2 separate regions of the Mus musculus genome follow, and region 1 is linked to region 2. The links are chromatin contacts, called in public HiChIP or PLAC-seq maps. All regions are on one chromosome and are shown on one strand. Each heading gives the region's core, a stretch centred on a gene start, on an enhancer-like site or on the middle of the called end of the contact. The rest is flanking DNA. Distances are from core to core; before and after follow the strand shown. Region 1 holds the start of Lrrc4b (leucine rich repeat containing 4B). Region 2 holds the start of Shank1 (SH3 and multiple ankyrin repeat domains 1).

What was found. HiChIP or PLAC-seq counts read pairs in DNA pulled down with a chosen protein or histone mark.
Region 1: an H3K4me3 HiChIP or PLAC-seq map of embryonic stem cells shows a contact between it and region 2, with 3 times the contacts expected there. The contact joins the promoter of Lrrc4b here to the promoter of Shank1 in region 2. A contact is called at or near these places in 3 of 39 promoter capture datasets (embryonic stem cells, hippocampal neurons and stem cell-derived epiblast-like cells), 3 of 484 Hi-C or Micro-C datasets (all in embryonic stem cells) and 7 of 115 datasets of contacts at active chromatin or transcription factors (bone marrow-derived macrophages, double positive thymocytes, embryonic hindbrain and 2 more).

What each region holds. Positions count from the first base shown.
Region 1 is chr7:44,438,614-44,443,931 of GRCm38.p6, forward strand. Lrrc4b (leucine rich repeat containing 4B) reads left to right here and starts at 3,874. Exons shown (of 3, transcript NM_198250.1): 1 at 3,874-3,918.
Region 2 is chr7:44,306,709-44,312,417 of GRCm38.p6, forward strand. It overlaps Shank1 (SH3 and multiple ankyrin repeat domains 1), which reads left to right and starts at 3,556. Exons shown (of 25, transcript NM_001034115.1): 1 at 3,556-3,588. It overlaps Clec11a (C-type lectin domain family 11, member a), which reads right to left and starts at 251. Exons shown (of 4, transcript NM_009131.3): 1 at 1-251. The coding sequence starts at 57.

The DNA.
Region 1 (5,318 bases), core at 2,624-5,123, 130 kb after region 2:
GCATGTGCGTGTGGTCAGAGGACAACTTGCAGGATCTGTTCTCTCCCCACATCAAACTCAGATCCTCTGGCTTGGCTGCAGGCAGTTTACCCACTAAGCCAGCTCATCTTGTTTTTCAACAGGGTCTCTCATTGGCCCAGAGCTCACCTATTTGCCTGGGCTGGCTAGCTGGCAAGCCCAGAGATCCTGCTTCCTTCTTTCTCTTCCTCCCCCTCTCCCTCCCCCCCTCCTCCTTCCCTCCCCCCTCCTCCTCCAAGTATACCTCCAAGTCTAGCTTGCCTACATTGCTTCTGGTGACTGAACTCAAGCAAGCATTTTACCCAAGAAGCACTCATCCCAGATAGATAGATAGATAGATAGATAGATAGATAGATAGATAGATAGATAGATAGATAGGGGCTGGAGAGATGGCTCAGCGGTTAAGAGCACTGACTGCTCTTGCAGAGGTCCTGAGTTCAATTCCCAGCAACCACATGGTGGCTCACAACCATCTGTAATGAAATCTGATGCCCTCTTCTGATGTGTCTGATGACAGCTACAGTGTACTCATATACATAAAATAAATAAATCTTTAAAAAGATAGATAGATATGTGTGTATGCATGTATGTATATATGTATGTATTGGCAGTACTTGCAATGAACCTTGGGCTTTTTTGCAGACTAGGCAAAAACTCTACTATACCCCCAACCCCTCACTGGGGGTCTAGATGCATGCTTTACTGCTGAGCTACATCCCCAACCCACTTTTTCTTTAGAGACAGAATCTTATTAAGTTGCCCAGGCTGGCCTTGAACTTGCCATTCTTCTACTTAGCCTCTGCATAGCAGGGATAACAAGTCTGTGCCTCTATGCCTATCCTCTTTCCTAACTCTATATTGGACCTTGAGCCAATGTCTAAACCTATCTGTGAAATGGGGAGTGCCAGCAGTTCTTAGAGGGCTGCTGCCCAGAGAGCAGCTTTTTCCTCGGGAACCACTGCATAAGGGTGTGGTATCCATGCTGGTAATAGAGTCACAGCTGTGTGCTGTGAGCCTGCTCCAATGCAACCTGAGCCTGGAACTGGTGCAGGTGCACACTCAGAAAGAGCAGCTAGCCTGCTCTCTGCACCAGTTTGGCCAGTGTATAGCTCCATGAGCAGGTTCTGGTTCCAAGCAAAGATGAGACTCCCCTAGTGACAGATTAGTTAGAGGGGCACCTAGCAATGCACTGGGATCTAGCCAGCCAGATGGGACTGTGGCAAAGAGGGACGGAGGAGGACCTGAAACACAGGTGTCCAGTGAAAGGCAGTGACCTCCTAGGGTGGAGACCTCAGGTGAAGAGATGTTCCAGACTTGGGCAGCTCTTAGAGTGTGCCAGGACTGGGTGCCAGTGCATCTGTGACAAGAGGCAGAGATGGATCCTAACAGCGCAGGTGTGAAGCCAGGCATCCATACAGTGTGTCCATTCCTCCTCTCATCTGGCATTCCCTGAGCCTACCAGGATCTGTCACAGGTTTCAACACCAAACAGAAACCAAAGCCGATGAGACCCCACTCTTGGAGAAAGTGAATTCCAGTAGCTATGGTCTGAGAGATTAGGTAACCTGAGGGAGAAAGAACCAGGCATCATTCAGTGAGAGCGGTGTCAGAGGGATACAGGCAGAGTGAAGAACAACCACAAAGCCTCGCTCGCCCTCAGCCCCAGGCTGGTGCTCAGCTCCAGGAGGGAGGTCAGAGCAGAAGCTGACTGAGGAGTGAGGTTTTTAACCTTTATCTGTGTGATTCAGAAGTTGCTGGAGGGCCCTGAGCAGCAAAGGGAGGGATCTGGCTGGTCACTTGAGGGACCAGACACACTGTGGAGCAGAGTCCAGGCAGGAGTGAGGTGATGGCTAGGTCAGGAGCTAGCTGAGCATGAGCTGAGACAGGACAGCCTGTGTTCAGAACACTACTCTTTCAACCTCCAGCCACTATGGCAGGCAGCCTGTACTACCCTCCTCACAGTGAAGGACACCAGAACTCAGAAACTGAGGCCATATGGCAAAGAGGCAGATTCAGAAATCCAGCTCAGCCCCTTCCCAGAGCTCTAACTAGCACTACTTGCATTTGTGGGTCATGGTATGCTGAGCCTTGTACCCATTCGTAAGCACTTGGCATATGCTTCAGTGCCTGGCACAGAGTGGGGGCTTCATAAATAGGTTTTAGATAGAGTAAGTGGAAAAGGGAGGGGTGATAGATGGGCAGATATAAAGAGGTAGAAGGATGGATGGATGGATGGATGGATGGATGGATGGATGAATACATAAAGGGATGGGTAGAGACATAAATGAGTGAAGATAAATCAATAAATGGATGGCTGATGCATGGATAAAGAATGGAGAGATGGCTAACGGGATGGATGAATAGGTATGTAGATAAGGGAATTTATGAATGGATGAATGGATGGACGGGTAGCAGAAGAGATGGATGCATGGATAAAGGGTTGGATGGACAAGGAAAGAAATAGGTAAATGGAAGGATAGATATATAGATAAGAGGATGGATAGATGGGTAGAGGGTGGATACATAGATGGACAGATGGATGGATGGATGTTGGATGGAGGAGTGGGTTGATAGGTGGATATATAGATGACTGTATGGGTATATGGATAGATAGATGAATGGCTGTATGGACAGATAGAAGGAAGCATGGATAGATGAAGGGACACATGAAGTGAATAGCAAAGTGTAGCTTCACAGCCTGTTCTGCAGAGGGCACCAGGAGGTGGGTATTAGTCTGTGGCTGGGGGGGGGTTGGCATCAGGGGTAGCTTTCTTTGTGGCAAGAATGAGTGCTGGTCTCAGCTGAAAGGTTGATGGTGACATGGGCCTAAGTTGGCTGGCATAGGTTGACTGGAATACTGGAATGGGGTTGAATCAGCAGCTGCATGAGGTAGTGGGGGGACCTAGAGCAGATGCAGGAGCGCCAGGGTGGACCCTGAGGATGTAGGAGGGATGTCTTGGTCCAGCGGCATGGAGTCCATGCTGCCCAGCCTGGTTCTGCAGCCGAGGCTGCTGTGTGTGTGTGTGTGTGTGTGTGTGTGTGTGTGTGTGTGTGTGTGTGTGTGTGCCTGCCATGAGGCTCTAGCTTGGCACAGTCCAAACCCCTCTCCCCTGGCAGCACAGCCGACAACCTTCCTCCCCCGCTTCCCCCGACCTTCCCTGACTGCCCAGAACCAACGGGTTAATTAGATAACGGAGCCTTTGATTAGCGGGGGAGGGGGAGGCCACCCCCTGGCCGAGCTAGCTGGGAGGGGGGAGTTGAGTGAGGGTGGAGGGAAGGAGGAAGGGAGCGCCCTCCCCGCTGGAAGGAGAGAAAGAAGGAGGGAGGGGGCGGGGAGGGAGCGAGCTGGGCTCTGCACTGCCGTGTGACTAGAAATTGTAATCGCAGAGAAAGGGAGCAAGGCAGAGCTGGGAGAGAGACAAGGAGGCAGGCCCCAGGACAGACAGACGGACAGTGGGAACCTGACTGAGCCAGGCTCCCAGCAATGACAGACTGACAGGGACAGTGGAGGAGGAGGACAGACCGACAAGAGGTCTGGGGGTCCTCGGGGAGACAAGACAGAGTCGGGGAGCTGGGGAGAGGGGCAGAGGCTGTGTCTGTGAGTGAAGAGAAAGGAAGCTGGTGTTGGGGGGAGTAAAGTGGGGGACACAGGACCACAGGAGGCAAGGGCTTGCTCGTGTGGTGGCCAAGAGAAAAAGGCCAGGCTCCCCTAGAGGGTGGGGAGGGCGACAGACGGGGGGGGGTGCAGGGAGACCCAAGAAGCCCCTGCGCCCCCCCCCTCAGCACAAGCTCAACGGGAAGCAGTAGGAAGCTGGGGTGGCAGGGCCCCGGGCAACTGCAGGCATGTGGAGGGGGGGGCCTGGGGCACAGAGAGAAGGCCATCGGAAGCCAAGCCGCCAGGGTGAGTGTCCCTCAGAGTGTGTGCTCTGGGAGCGGGGAGACAAGGACAAGGAGATGGTGGTGGCAGGAGAGGCGGGAGGGGAGGGAGGGGAGCTGCTACTGCAGAAGCCTCGACGGGGTGTGCACTGGCAGCCTTGGTGGGGGAGGAGACCCGGGCGCTGGCCTGGGGGATGGTGGGCTCGGTGAGCACAGACCCTTGGCTGGTCGTTGCCAGAGTATCAGGAAGTGGGGATCGTGGAGCCGAGTGGACTGAGGAGAAAGCTCCCTGGCCACATGTGTGGGAACAAAGGCCCCCGGCCCCTGCCGAGGCAAGCTAGTGAAGGCAGCGTGTGGTGGCCAGCCCTGAGGCGGTGGGGGGGTGGGGGGGTTCTGCCTCTCTGTCTTTCTGTCTATCTCTCGGTCTCTCGTGCCTCCGCTTCTCTGATCCTGTCAGTCTCTGCTCCTGGGTCCATCTCTCCATCTCCGTCTTTTTGTCTATTTCTCTGTTTCTGCCTCTCTGTCACGGTCTCTGTCCCTTGGCCTCTGTCTATCTCTGTGCCGGTTTTTGTCTTTGTCTTTTCCCCCCCTTTTCTATCTTTGTCTCTGTTTCCGTGCCTCTCACCATCTCTGTCATTTTCTCTTGGTCTGTCTCTCTGTCTCCATCTCTGTTTCTTTTTATCTCTGTCTCCATCTCTGTCTCCATTTCCAGCCCTGCCTTCACACACTTGCTCCAATACACGGCGGCGGCACACATATTTCTATCTGGGTTAAAATCTTGGAGGCTACAGGAGTGTGTGTGTGTGTGTGTGTGTGTGTGTGTGTGTGTGTGTGTGTGTGTGCTTGCTCGCGCGCTCGCGTGCTTGCGCGCTCATGCGCACCTGCATGGGGGGCAGGCAGCCCTGTGTCCATGGATTAGAGAGGCCGTGTGTGAGGGTGTGTCTGTCTCTGCTGTTTGTGTGAGTGGGTGGGTGATCATGTTTATGGGGACCCCTCTCCCCCTACTGCCCCCCCGTTTCAGGGGATTCTATGTGTGTGAGCACTCAGGGGTGCCATGTGGAGGGACCATTGGGAGCCAGAGGGTAAGTCCTGAGGCCAGACCCCCTCTGCCACCCAGTGGGCCTTGACAAGGCACAAAATCCAGCAGCTTCCGCCCTCCACAGGCAGGAGCGGCTGATGCATAGGAAGGGCGCCTGCTGTGCTGGCTGCAGTCACTGCCCTATCTGCGCGCCATTTGGTTAGCCTGAGTCCCTCCCCCCGGGACTCAGGAAAACAGGGGATAGGATGGGGGGGGGTGTACAATGACCCTGAATTCCTGCATCCCAGACACAGACATGGGGGTCCCTACTGCTCCATCCCCACTCCATCAGCTCCTCAGCCCTGTCCTGCGACAGCCGCTGGCACAGGTCCCGCCACAGGCTGTGT
Region 2 (5,709 bases), core at 2,306-4,805:
ACCAAAACTCAAAAGCTGAGGGACCACTAGGGCCCCCAAGAGCCAGGCTGCCTGCATCCAGCTGGGCTTCCCAGCACCCAAATAGTAGAGAGGTCAGAATGCCAGGGGTAGGACTGCTGTATAGACCTAGCAAGTGTCCCAGTCTGGTGGGCAGCTCACAAGCCCCTTGGACCTTCTTTCTGCCAGGCTTTCTCTTCTGCCTTCCCTCCTGATCTGCTCTGTCTCAACTTTTGATCTCCTCAGCTTCTCTTGGTGAGTCTCCCCGCCCCTATTGGCTTCCAGGAGGCTCTGCCTCTGTGGCCGGAAACCTCCAACGTTCCAAAGCCTGATCCCGCCTTGGGTCTACCCACACCCACCCCTTGCCACTTTCCAGACCTCTGCTTCTGCCCTCTTTCCTCCCTTTTGCAAGTACAAGCACTTATATGGATAAAAGGAAGATGGGGAAAGTTTTCCAGGGCATCCTTGGTACTGGTAGGCCTCAGCCTTGGTCCAGGAGTCTTCTCAGAACAAAGCAGGCTATGATAGGATGCCAGCTTTGGACTGTTCACTTCTCTCTGTCTTGGCCATTCCTGAGGAGGGGGCACACTGCAGAGAGTATGCTAAGGTTGCTATTATCCTGTGGTCACCGCTGACCACACAGCCTAATGAAGGGGACTCTTCTAACATTCTCAGGCTCCGGGGCTCTCCCATCCTCTACCCAGATGGCCTGTCCTGGCCCTACCAGCCCTTGTATGTGGTGCCTGCTTGTGGGGATATGTGTGAACAGCATGCATGTGTGCTGCTTAAAAGGTGTAACTACAAGATTCTCCTGCAGGCCAGGCCCTGAGCAGGTTGATGCTGGGGTGGGAGGGGTGGTAGTGAGCCCAGTGGTTCCCCCATCAAGGGAGGAGAAGGGTTGACAGTCAGAGCAGGTATCTCCAGTATGTATACTAACCAAGCACTGGCCGTGAGTAGAGAACCCTCTGCAAGCTGCCTTATCCCAGCCTAGACCACTGCAGTGGCCTCCCCTTACTCTCCCTCCTTCTACAGAGCCCCTCCAATCTGGGCTGCTTGCCTGCCGCAGCCAGAGCAATCCTTCCAAACCATAAATCAGATCACATTACTCCCCACGCCCCTGCCTCCTCACCTTCCCATCAGAAGCAGGAGAGAAGCCAAACCGCGGTCTCCTCGGTCCTCAGTGCAGCCTGCAGGGCTGGGGCCTGGGAGAGAACCGTTTTTTCTGCAGTCTCACCTCATCTCCCCTCACCCTCCATCACCACTCTGTCCTTCCTAGCCTTTTCCTCCTTCTGCAAACTCTTCCCTCAGCTCTTTCTCATTACTGAAGCCTCAGCTCTGCCCACCATGTGAGATGCTTTCTCAAAATGCCCCCTTTTCTTCTAGGTATGGTCCAACCAGTATGGGCTTGTTTATTTACATCTGTCTCTTGCAGACCAAGGCATAGATTTTGGGGCTACTTCTGTATCCCCAAATCAAAGCAGGACTTCCTAGCACCTAGTTGGTACTCAGTTAAACTGATGAATAAGACCAATGTTACAGCAGCTTGGTAAAAGGCCTTAAAAATCAGACTTTTGTGTTTAGGTTGCACCGGAGTTCTCAAGGTGTCTGCCTGAGTGCAGGCGCTGAGGGCAGTGGAAGGTTCCAATGCCAGGAGAGTAGATGGCCATGCCTTACCCACACCATGCCAGGCTCATGAGTCCTGCAGAGCTTTAGTCCCGCAGGTCCTGCCAATTCATGAGCCAAAGATCTAGGGGCCCAGGGTTTGCAAGGAAAAAGCAAAGAAGCTCAGAGAGGAGACATGGCAGCCGTATGGAGGTCACAGGTGTGGCATCATGTACCAAGGCTGCTGGCTCCAAGCAGGTACCTCACATCTGCCCTCAGCTGCTGTGAGTCCCATGAGGGGCCTTGTAAAGGAACACACCAGTTTTCAAGAAAGCCTAGTACGCAGAGGGCAGAGTGACCTTGGGCAGCCAACTGATTCTCGGAGCCTCTCGGATGCTCATCTGTAGCACGGAGGTCTCTCTTCGGAAGCTGGAGACCTCCATATAATGCAGAGGGGCTTTGTAAACTGCAGAATGCCTCATAGCCGCTCAGTGTATGTACCAGCACCAGCAGCTGTTCTCCATGGGCGCAGCTGCTCGGCACCTGGGTGGGTGCATCAAGATGAGGGCCTCTCTAAGCTGGGTACCAACTCCAGTTTATCCCAGGATGCCCCAGAGAAGCTGCAGCTGAAGACAAACTCAGAAACTATCTAGAACAACCCTCTGTAGGAGCTGGTGTTCCCTAGTGGCCCTGGGGACGCTGCTGGGCAAAGTGGAAGTCATGGCTGAAGAGGGCTGAAATATGCTGAATGAATCTGCCTTCCTCTGTGAATGTACCAGGTAGGAGAAAGCTGACTACCTGCACACAATTAGCTTTGTGTGTCCATGTGTGTGAAATTGGAGGCGTTATAGAATGCAGAAGGGTATACATCTTCAGGTATGTTCTTTGAAACACCATAGCAGGCCTGTGGAGAAGATGGAGACAGCCTTCTGTGTTCTTCACCCTTGATACCACCTCTTTATAGCTGGGTGGCCTGGGCCAAATTACTTAGCCTTTCTGTGTGCTTTGACAGGAAAGAAGTCACTGAACCTGGCACCTATAGTATACTCAAGGATAGCTGGGGGGGTGGGAGGTGTGCTGTGGGCAGGGTGTACAGGCAAACAGGCAAAAACACCTGTGATGACCAGTGGAGTGGGTGAGCTGGCTCGGACAGCACACAGGTCTGTCTACCGTGCTTCTTGTAGGTAGATCTAAGTATGTAGTTGGAGTATGGTGTAGGTCAATCTTGCAGGGTGCTGTCGGTATGCTGTGGCACAGGGGTGTGACATTGTGCATGAAGCTGGGTGTGTGTCTCTGGTTGTGTGTACTGGGCAAGCATGCCCTAAGGAGTAGGTAGCTGTGGGTATGCTTGGTTTACAGGACCAGCTTGGGGGAAGGGGTATGTGCCTCAGGTACTTCCATGTATGTGAGCTCATATGGAAAGTTGTGTGCATGTGGGGAGGGGTATGTGTGTGTGTGTCGGGGTGGAGGGGTGAAGGTACACACATTTGGGGGTACAGGACCAGAATCTATAACCCACAGTATTCGATTTGGGAACATACAGACTCTACAAATACAAATAGCACCCCACCATGTGTAGAAAGGGTGGGGAGCAATCTGGAGGAGGGGCTCCCCTAGGAAGAGCAGGATCCCACTAGGGGTACATGGGGGTGAGCAGGGGTGGAGTCTGGGTTTGAGGATGGGGCAGTGGAGATGAAGGGTGGAGGAGGGCGAGGGGGGGGGTGGAGCCGCGCGTGTGTTGGGGGGAGAATGGGCGAGGTTTGGGGGCTCAGGGAGGGGCGATATCTCTCTGCGGGCTCCCGGAGGGAGGGGAGAGGGCGGAGGGAGGGGAGGGAGGGAGAGAGAGGAGAGCGAGAGAGAGAGAGAGAGAGAGAGAGAGAGAGAGAGAGAGAGAGAGAGACCGGGTGAGGGAGAGACAGCGAGTGCGAAAGAGAGCGAGCCGGGTGGCAGTGGAGGCGCCGACCGGGACTCAGCAGCCCCGCCAGGCAGGTAAGGGCACGGGACACTACAGGGTGGTTCTGGGGTAGGGTGCAATTGCGAGAACTGGGGTTGCGGGAGAGGGCGGAGGCGCCCCGGATGTCCTTGGCCTGGCGCCGGCTCCGGCCTGGGTGTACATTTAGGGTGTGTGTATGGGGGGGTGAGGGTGTGGAAGGTAGCATGGCCCCTAAGGGTGACATCAAATTGGGTTGCGACCTGGTCCCGAGTGCCCCGTCCCAGATCGTATCCTTGCTAGGAGGGTGTGCCCCATCCCCCACGTGCTGCGCCCCCTAAGCCGAACTGGTCTCGGAGGCTCTCCGGGGCCAAGACTGGGTCTTGGTCCCCGCCTCCCAACCCGGCTCGGCCACTCCCCCGCCTCGCCCACCCCAGCACACCTGGGCCCCTCCCCTAGGTCACCCTGGTCTCCAACCACTCCAACCCAGGGTCTGGGCCAGAGCCTCCTACGACGCCTGGACCCGGCGCCCCTTCCAGGCGTCTGTAGTTCCTTTCCACCCGCGCCTCGCGTGCCCATCGCGCCTCAGGTTCCTTCTCCGCAGGCCGGCGCGCCCCCTCTGCTCCCGCCCCCAGTCCCAGCTCCCTCTCCCGACCCAGGGCTATTCTTTCACCAACCTCCCTGCTCCCGCCTTCCTCCACCTCCATTCATTCTCCCCGGGCCCGGCTCCTGGCCACGCCAGCCGTCCCCTGTCCCCCCGCAGCCTCTCAGGGCACCCCCTCTCTCCCCTTAGCCACCCCCCCCCCTCGCCGATTCCTCAGCCCGTCTCGGTACCAGCTGCGTGCCAGCTATTCTTAGCCGCCGAGCTTTTGATTCATGCCGCCCCGGCGGAGTGTGCCCGCTCCCTCCCTCGAGGCCGGAGGGGGAGGGGCCCCGAGCTGTCCTGGGTGTTGGGGCAGTGGAGCCCGCGCTATAGGGGACCTAGCCTTTGCTGACCTTTTATCCCACCTGCCACCCCTTTCCTGCAGAGCTGGGGCTGCAAAGGGGATGTCAGCCAGGGTCAGCCGAGGGGGAGTGGCTGAGGTCACACTGCCAGGCGGGATGTGGTGTAGGGCGGTCAGCAGACTGAGCTGGAGGCCCGGGTCTCCTCCCCAGCCCAGCGGGTTGAGCCACAAGGCAGGGTACCTGGGATGGGGTGCTTCAGAGCTCGGTCCCCGCGAGGGGGAGGGTTCCTCAGCCCGTGGTTAGACGCCTGCTCGCCTACAGTTCTTGGAACTCTCTTCCTTAAACATTTCGTCTTTCCTTCCCCAACCCTCCCTCCCCCCAGCCCATCCCCACTCCCCCAAAGTCAGCAGTACCCTCCACTGCTTCCCATCTCCATGGCAACGGTGCAGGAGCCGGGCCTGGTGTGGGGTGGGAGGGACCAGACCAGACATTCTGCTTTCCGGTTCTAGAGTGGGGAGTAGGGGGTGGCAAACAGGAGAGAAGAGGACCGCATTTGGAATGGAGCCACCCCTCAGTAGGCCACTTTGAGAGGGACGACCCTCCCCATCTCCTGGTCCCCATATTGTTGCAGCTCACTTCTTAGCTTCCTCCCCAGACACCCCACCCAATCCAAATTCTCCTCGGTGGAGCCTCCAGTACCAAGCAGTGCCAGCCCACCCACCCTGCTGTGCCATTCCTGAAACACCCACAGGTCACCTGCAGCTGCCCACACCCACCCAGGCCACCACAGCTTGTCACCTGGACTTTCCAGCCAGAGCCAGGGCCAGCCTCCCTATCCACCCACACATCCTCTTCACACGCCCCAGTAACCTCTCATCATGGGTCTCTTGGGCCCAGCTCAGGGGAACTTCTCTTTTCTGTTCATCCACCCCCACTCGTGTCCCTCCATCCCCTACAGGGACAGCTCATTCCCCAGCAGCAGCCCTCTAAACATGTGGTCAGCCACACTTCAGTGAAGTCACCAGCTCTCGGGCACCTCCTGCTGCCCCAGGCTCAAAACTCACACCTCCATCTCACCTTTACTATAAAAGTCAGTCTCCACCTCCCTGGGGTGAAGGGGCCAGGCTCCGGCCAGGAGGGCAGGATGCCGGGGTGGATTGGTCCACCTGTCTGTCCTTAGCTAATTTTAGCTTCATTTTTTTGTAGTTTGACAAAGTGGGCCACTAGCTCCCGCG